2 separate regions of the Mus musculus genome follow, and region 1 is linked to region 2. Evidence: chromatin contacts called from public HiChIP or PLAC-seq data. All regions are on one chromosome and are shown on one strand. Each heading gives the region's core, a stretch centred on a gene start, on an enhancer-like site or on the middle of the called end of the contact. The rest is flanking DNA. Distances are from core to core; before and after follow the strand shown.

Region 1 (3,119 bases), core at 531-3,030, 660 kb after region 2:
CTCTATCCCCTACCCCTACCCCCCACTCATGAATCTCCCTTGAGTGAGAATAAGTCACCATGGTGATTAAGCAGACATTAGCAGTTCCACTCAAGGCTGGGCACACTGGCAGTCTGTGAATGAAGCTTCAGGGGTCAGGGGACCAGGTCTGATGCCTGAAGGCGTGCCCGGCATGCTGGCGGACCTGGGGTCCATCTCCAACTCTGGAGAGCAATGTTAGGGAAGGGAAAGAAACCTAGGCATCACTCCGTCTTTTGTATTTGGACCTCATGTCAGCGATCCAGAAAAAAACAAAACAACAACAACGACAACGAACAGTGCCAACCACACTCATTGCACAAAGCTCTCTAGTTTGTCAGTGTTTTGCTGAGACACCCAGGCTGGTCTGCCCACTTTATGGGCCCAAGTAATCCTCCAAGCTTAGCCTCCAGAGCAGCTTCATTAGGCACTTACCACTGAGGCCAGCTTGGTCACCACGAAGTGTCACCAAGACCACAATGACTTCATCTCCGGGCAGAATAGAGCATTTATGTCAATTAAAACCCTCGTACTGAGACCTGGTACAGGGTCCGGGGCCATAGCTGAGTTGCTAGATTGCTTGCCCAACATGCACAAAGCCCTCGGTTTGATCCTCAGCCCCACATAAGCTAGGGGTGGTGGCACACAGCTGTGACTCTAGCACTCACCAAGCAGAAGTCATCCTCTGCTACATAATGAGTGCAAGGCTAGCCTGGGCTACGTGAGACCCTGTTTCAAAACAAACCAAGCAAACCCCCACCGGATCCTGAGCTTCACAGTCATGTGAGCCCTGTGATAGGTGACTGAAAGGTGACTGAAGATCCTTCTAGAAGGACCTGTTTTCACAGCTTCCCTTCCCCTCGGGGCCAACGTAGAGTTCACAGGTGTTGTCACAAGGAACAGCTCTGCCTTAATTTAGTTCTTCATTCCCATTAAATGTCAGTGGTGGCTGGGAACATTTCTGTATTTCATGCAGTTTTTTCTTCTCCAATAAGGGACCCTGTCTCAGCCCTAAGCAGTGTCTAACTAAAGAGCCCAGAAAAGACTGCAGAGTCAAGCCGGGCGTGGTGGCACACGCCTTTAATCCCAGCACTCGGGAGGCAGAGGCAGGCGGATTTCTGAGTTCGAGGCCAGCCTGGTCTACAAAGTGAGTTCCAGGACAGCCAGGGCTACACAGAGAAACCCTGTCTCGAAAAACCAAAAAAAAAAAAAAAAAAAAAAAAAAAAAGACTGCAGAGTCTGTAACGGTGTCCGTTTAACTTACTAAGTCTGCTTCAATATAACTAATGTTATATCCTTCCTCTCCCTCGCTCTCTCCACCCCCCCTTCTCTGTATTTTATCCATTTAGGCCAAAAAGTTCGCAACTTATGTAGTCGCCTCAGGACTTCAGTATGGAGCAGAAGGAGGCATCTTACACACGTTTTTTAAGGTCTGGTTTTTTCCAAGGACTAAGTAGACTCTACTTTCTTCATTTTTAATTTCACTTTCAAGTTAGGTTACAAAGTAGCCACTTCCTCACCCCATGTCCCTGCCTTCAACCTCACTCGGGGCCTGAGACTCTGGGGATTCTTTGTTGGCATTTATTTGATTTATTATTATTACTACTACTACTATATACATGTATATTATGTGTATGCTGGGGCCTGCACACGCCTCAGCTCCAATACACGAGTCAGAGGACAGCTTGGTGGAGTCCCTGTTGGAAAGTGTTTACCTGCTGAGCCATCTGTCAGCCCACTGTGTGCATTCTCCAACTGTGTTTTATAAGGCAGGGGGTGCCAGCCTGCAAAGGCAGGACTGAGAGAGACTGAGATCAGCCTAGAAGACAATGGTAAAACTCTGTCTCAGAGAACAAAGAGAAAGGAGGGGGAGGGGGAGGGGAGGTGGGGAGGGGAGGGGAAAGGGAGAAGAGGGAGGGGAGGGGAGGGGAGGTGGGGAGGGGAGGGGAAGGGGAGAGGAGGGAGGGGATGAGAGGGTTGGGTTCAGTCCTCAGTGGGTGATGGTAGGAGAACCAAGTCACACTTGTACTTTGACACATACCGCTACACACACTCGCTCCCTCACATAGTAAGAACTTTAAATTTAAAGAGAAAGTTCATAAACATATCTGGCTGTCTTTTCACAGCTATGCTTTAAGGAAAGGTGAAAATTTAAAAAAAAAAAATGATAAAAAAGAAAGTCGAGGAGGGAGGAGATCAAGCCTGTATCTCTGGTAAGACCAGTCAGCATGAGGAGTCAGTCAGCGTGAGGAGTCAGTCAGCGTGAGGAGTCAGTCAGCATGAGGAGTCAGTCAGCGTGAGGAGTCAGTCAGCGTGAGGAGTCAGTCAGCATGAGGAGTCAGTCAGCGTGAGGAGTCGGCATGAGGTCTGAGCGTGAGGAAGGCATCTAAACCATGGGCACCACTGTGCCACCTGGAGAGTCCACACACAGGAGGACTGAGAACTGGGACCCACAGGATCTGGAGGATACGGGAAATGGGAGGGAGACCCAGGAGGGACAAAGAGAAATGGCAGGCAGTGTTGCCAATGGTGACCAGGAAGAGTCTATCAGAAACAAACAAACAAAACAAAACAAAAAACCCCATAAAAAACGGAGTTGCCTGTAGGGTCAAATACTGCAGATTGTTAAGATGAGATCTAAGCGTTGACAATTAGATTTTTTTTATGGGGCTGACTGTATTAAAGTCTGAGAGAAGGGGACCCAAGAGGGACAACTAGAGGCCAGGCATGCGCGTGCGCGGTGGCGCTTCTGGAGCCCCCTGAGAAACACATGCTGGGGCAAACGCCCCCTGCCCGTCTCTTTCAGATGGCCTGGCTGGGCGAGGTCCCCGCACTACCCGTGTTTGGAGATGGGACCAATTGCATTCCGGCCATTCATGTTGTTGACCTCGCAGGGTAAGAGGCCTCCCTGATGTGTGGCGTGTCCCGGAAGTGTGTCTGATGAAGCATTCATTATCCACCCCATGTCTCCACACTTCTGATCACGAGTGTAGCTTCATCACTTAGAGACCCTGTCAGCCGAGAAACAGCCCTGGGAAAGAAAGGGCTTGGGGTACACTGCTGAACAACCCATTTCTTTTCCCCTTTGTCTCAGATAAGAT
Region 2 (2,830 bases), core at 269-2,768:
GCCCCACAAAGACGGCCCATCTGAGATAAGATATTTCCCCCATCCTTGTGGTTAACTCCAGGCTGTTCTTTGGATGTGGGGAGCGGGGAGGTGTTTAATGGCCTTGTAGATTCCCAAGGTCTTGAGACATCTCACAGGTCTGTTGGGGACCCTGAATTAAGGAGACCCTTAGCTTGTGACAATATTTGGGGGATCACTTGCTTTCTCTGAGCCTCAGCAGCCTCATCTAGGAAATGAGGCTGAGACTGGACCTCTGTGACCTCCTGGGGATGCTAGACTTATTGGCCATAGGAAAAGCTACCTCCCGGTCTCTCTACAGTGTTCTTCTCTATGGTGAGGGAGCACCGGAGGGCACAGACACCAGATGGCTAAAATTCAGCCCATCTTCTGGAGCCTTGTAGATAAAAGCATTCTCCTCAGCCAACCCCCGCCCCCACGCACCATGCCAGCCCCTCCTTCTTGCCTCCAGCCCCTTGTCTGTCTGAGGTCTAAGCACCAGCCACACCGCCTGTGCTGGAAGTCTTGCAAACTCATAGCGGAATTAGCTGGAGAAATTAATGGCTAAGCAAACAGATTTCTCTTGTCAGATGCAATTTATAAATATCAGTTACACAGGAAGTCAATTAAAACTTCCCCTGCAGACTGAAGCCCCCCCCCCCACGCCCCACTTCTTCCCACATCCCGAATGTCATTCTTTATAAGAAGCCATAGGCTTCCAGGACCAAAACTTTGCAAATTCCCCCTCCCTCCCATTAATTAGATATCATCTGGGTTTGGTAGAAATCTCATTAAATGTCAGGGTCTTGCTGTCGAGACATTTTCCCTAAGAAATAAATAAGACCTGGTTCTCACTTCCTTTGTTCCCTCACTTATTCATCCAACAAAGAGATACAATCGGCTCTTTTTTTGGTTGCTCTTGACGGTTCTCCACTGAGCCTGCTGCTGTTGTAGCTGTCTCCTCCATTTTTTTATCCCTGTTTTCTTCTTTTTCTTGACAGCATTTATCCTCATCCTAGCATATAAAACAGTAGCTTTTTATATTTTTTATTTATGTTGTGTTTTCCAGCTTCACACACACACACACACACACACACACACACACACACACACACACACCAGCACAGGAATCTGTAGCTGCTTTAGTCCCAGCCTATCGCTCCTGTTCCCGAAGGCCCTTGGAAAGTCCCTGGCAAATAGCTGACAAATCAATTGTTTTCAGTGTGAAGGACAAGCTAAGGACTTGCCAGAGAAGCCCTGAGAAGTCGATGTAAGATGGAGCAGGCAGAGATGCCTGCCCAGTGGGAGGAAAAAGCCAAGAGCCCTGTGTGCGAGGCTCGTCACTGAATATTCCCAATGGCTCTACAAATTAAAGTTGTTTATCTGTATATAGCAGAATGTCTGCCCAGAGAGGTCAAGCCATTTGCCTAAGGCCACGTAGCTGGTGAATTCCAACCCAGGGCTCACTTGAAGGTGGAGTCCTCTCAACTTGCAAAACAAAAAGGACAAGTGTTCTAGGAATCTAGGAAGATAGTCTGGAAGATGGGGCAAGATCTGCACATACAGGGCTGGGCTACAGGATCTTTCACTTACTGTGAAAGGAGTGAGCTGTTGGCAGAGAGAGGCACCTTCTGAGGCCTGGGACAGAGGAAGACCCAGAGTGGTCAAAAGTGGTGCAGGACAGAGCAGGGAGAGACGCCGGCTGAGACTCAGTCTGAGAGTGAAGACTTGCTTTCAATGACATGACATGGAAAGGCATGCTGTGCTCTAGGGAGGCCTTTAAAATAGGCAGGAACCGGCATTTCTGTTTTGTCTTCACTCAAATAAGGCTGATCTGAGATGTCCTGAAAGGAAGCAGACTTGCTTTAGTTCTGGGCCAAAGAGGATGTGTGTGTGTGTGTGTGTGTGTGTGTGTGTGTATACACATAGATAGATAGATAGATAGATAGATAGATAGATAGATAGATACATACATACATACATACATACATACATACATACATAGATACATAGATAATAGATAGATAGATAGATAGATAGATAGATAGATAGATAGATAGATAGCACATGCAGATTAAAACCCAGTCTCTGCCAACAAAACAAAATAACAAAGACCTCTGAATACAATGAGGCTCTGCAGAGCCAGGCATTTCCTGTCTATTGTGTATTTAAATACTTCCCAGGTGGAAGATTGGTTGGTTTTGTTTGTTTGTTTTGTTTTGTTGATACAAAGTCTCACTGGCAACTGGTCTTAGGCCAGGCTGGCCTGGAACTCAAGAAGATCCATCCTTGCCTCTGCCCGGCAGAATGCTGGGATTAAAGGTGTGAGCTACCATACCTGGTTTAGATCAGTGGCTTTTGTCAGAGACTTCAAGAGCTTAAGTGTCTACTCCGCAAACAGGTAAGATTCCCAAGTCCCTGCTACCTACCTTGATGCCCTTTTGTCTTTGAAAAAAAAGTTTGCTGGGAAGAATCGTTCAGCTTAGAACTTGGTGCCTTATCCTTTGAGGAAAGGTGGCGGCCATTTCCAGGAGTTTCACCCTGATCTGGTTAGCCAGAGCCCTCCTGTGGAGCAGAGCAAGTGGTGTCGCCTGCCTCTGCCTTGGATGGCGCAGTCCGAAAAAACTGAGGCAGAAGTACCACATAGGAGGCCAGACATGCGCTCACTCACCTGCCCTAGCCAGTCACATCGCCTTTGGCTTCAGTCACCCTATTCAAAGCAACGAGCACCGAGTTCAACCCTGTTTCATGTCCTATTTGATGGAAACATGTAACAGGGTTCCCTATTGATCTGGGTACCCACTCTTCTACAGCTCACTGGTGTGGCTACACA

The links. HiChIP or PLAC-seq counts read pairs in DNA pulled down with a chosen protein or histone mark.
Region 1: a contact with region 2 is called in an H3K27ac HiChIP or PLAC-seq map of embryonic stem cells, with 7 read pairs. The contact joins two enhancer-like sites. A contact is called at or near these places in 1 of 15 datasets of contacts at CTCF or cohesin (the NIH/3T3 cell line), 3 of 484 Hi-C or Micro-C datasets (cerebral cortex, cortical neurons and stem cell-derived neural stem cells) and 1 of 115 datasets of contacts at active chromatin or transcription factors (embryonic stem cells).

Annotation. Positions count from the first base shown.
Region 1 is chr12:105,732,066-105,735,184 of GRCm38.p6, forward strand. It overlaps Ak7 (adenylate kinase 7), which reads left to right. Exons shown (of 18, transcript NM_030187.1): 6 at 1,368-1,448; 7 at 2,825-2,913. Among named protein-coding and RNA genes, the nearest start is that of Ak7, 28 kb to the left of the region's middle. Within about 2 kb of position 1,781, at least 43 of the 459 cell types and tissues checked have an H3K27ac peak or open chromatin away from gene starts, as enhancers often do. A contact at or near this core is called in embryonic stem cells, where this site is marked.
Region 2 is chr12:105,075,228-105,078,057 of GRCm38.p6, forward strand. All of the region lies in intron 2 of Gm31829 (a long non-coding RNA gene), which reads right to left. Among named protein-coding and RNA genes, the nearest start is that of Gm31829, 26 kb to the right of the region's middle. Within about 2 kb of position 1,519, at least 18 of the 459 cell types and tissues checked have an H3K27ac peak or open chromatin away from gene starts, as enhancers often do. A contact at or near this core is called in embryonic stem cells, where this site is marked.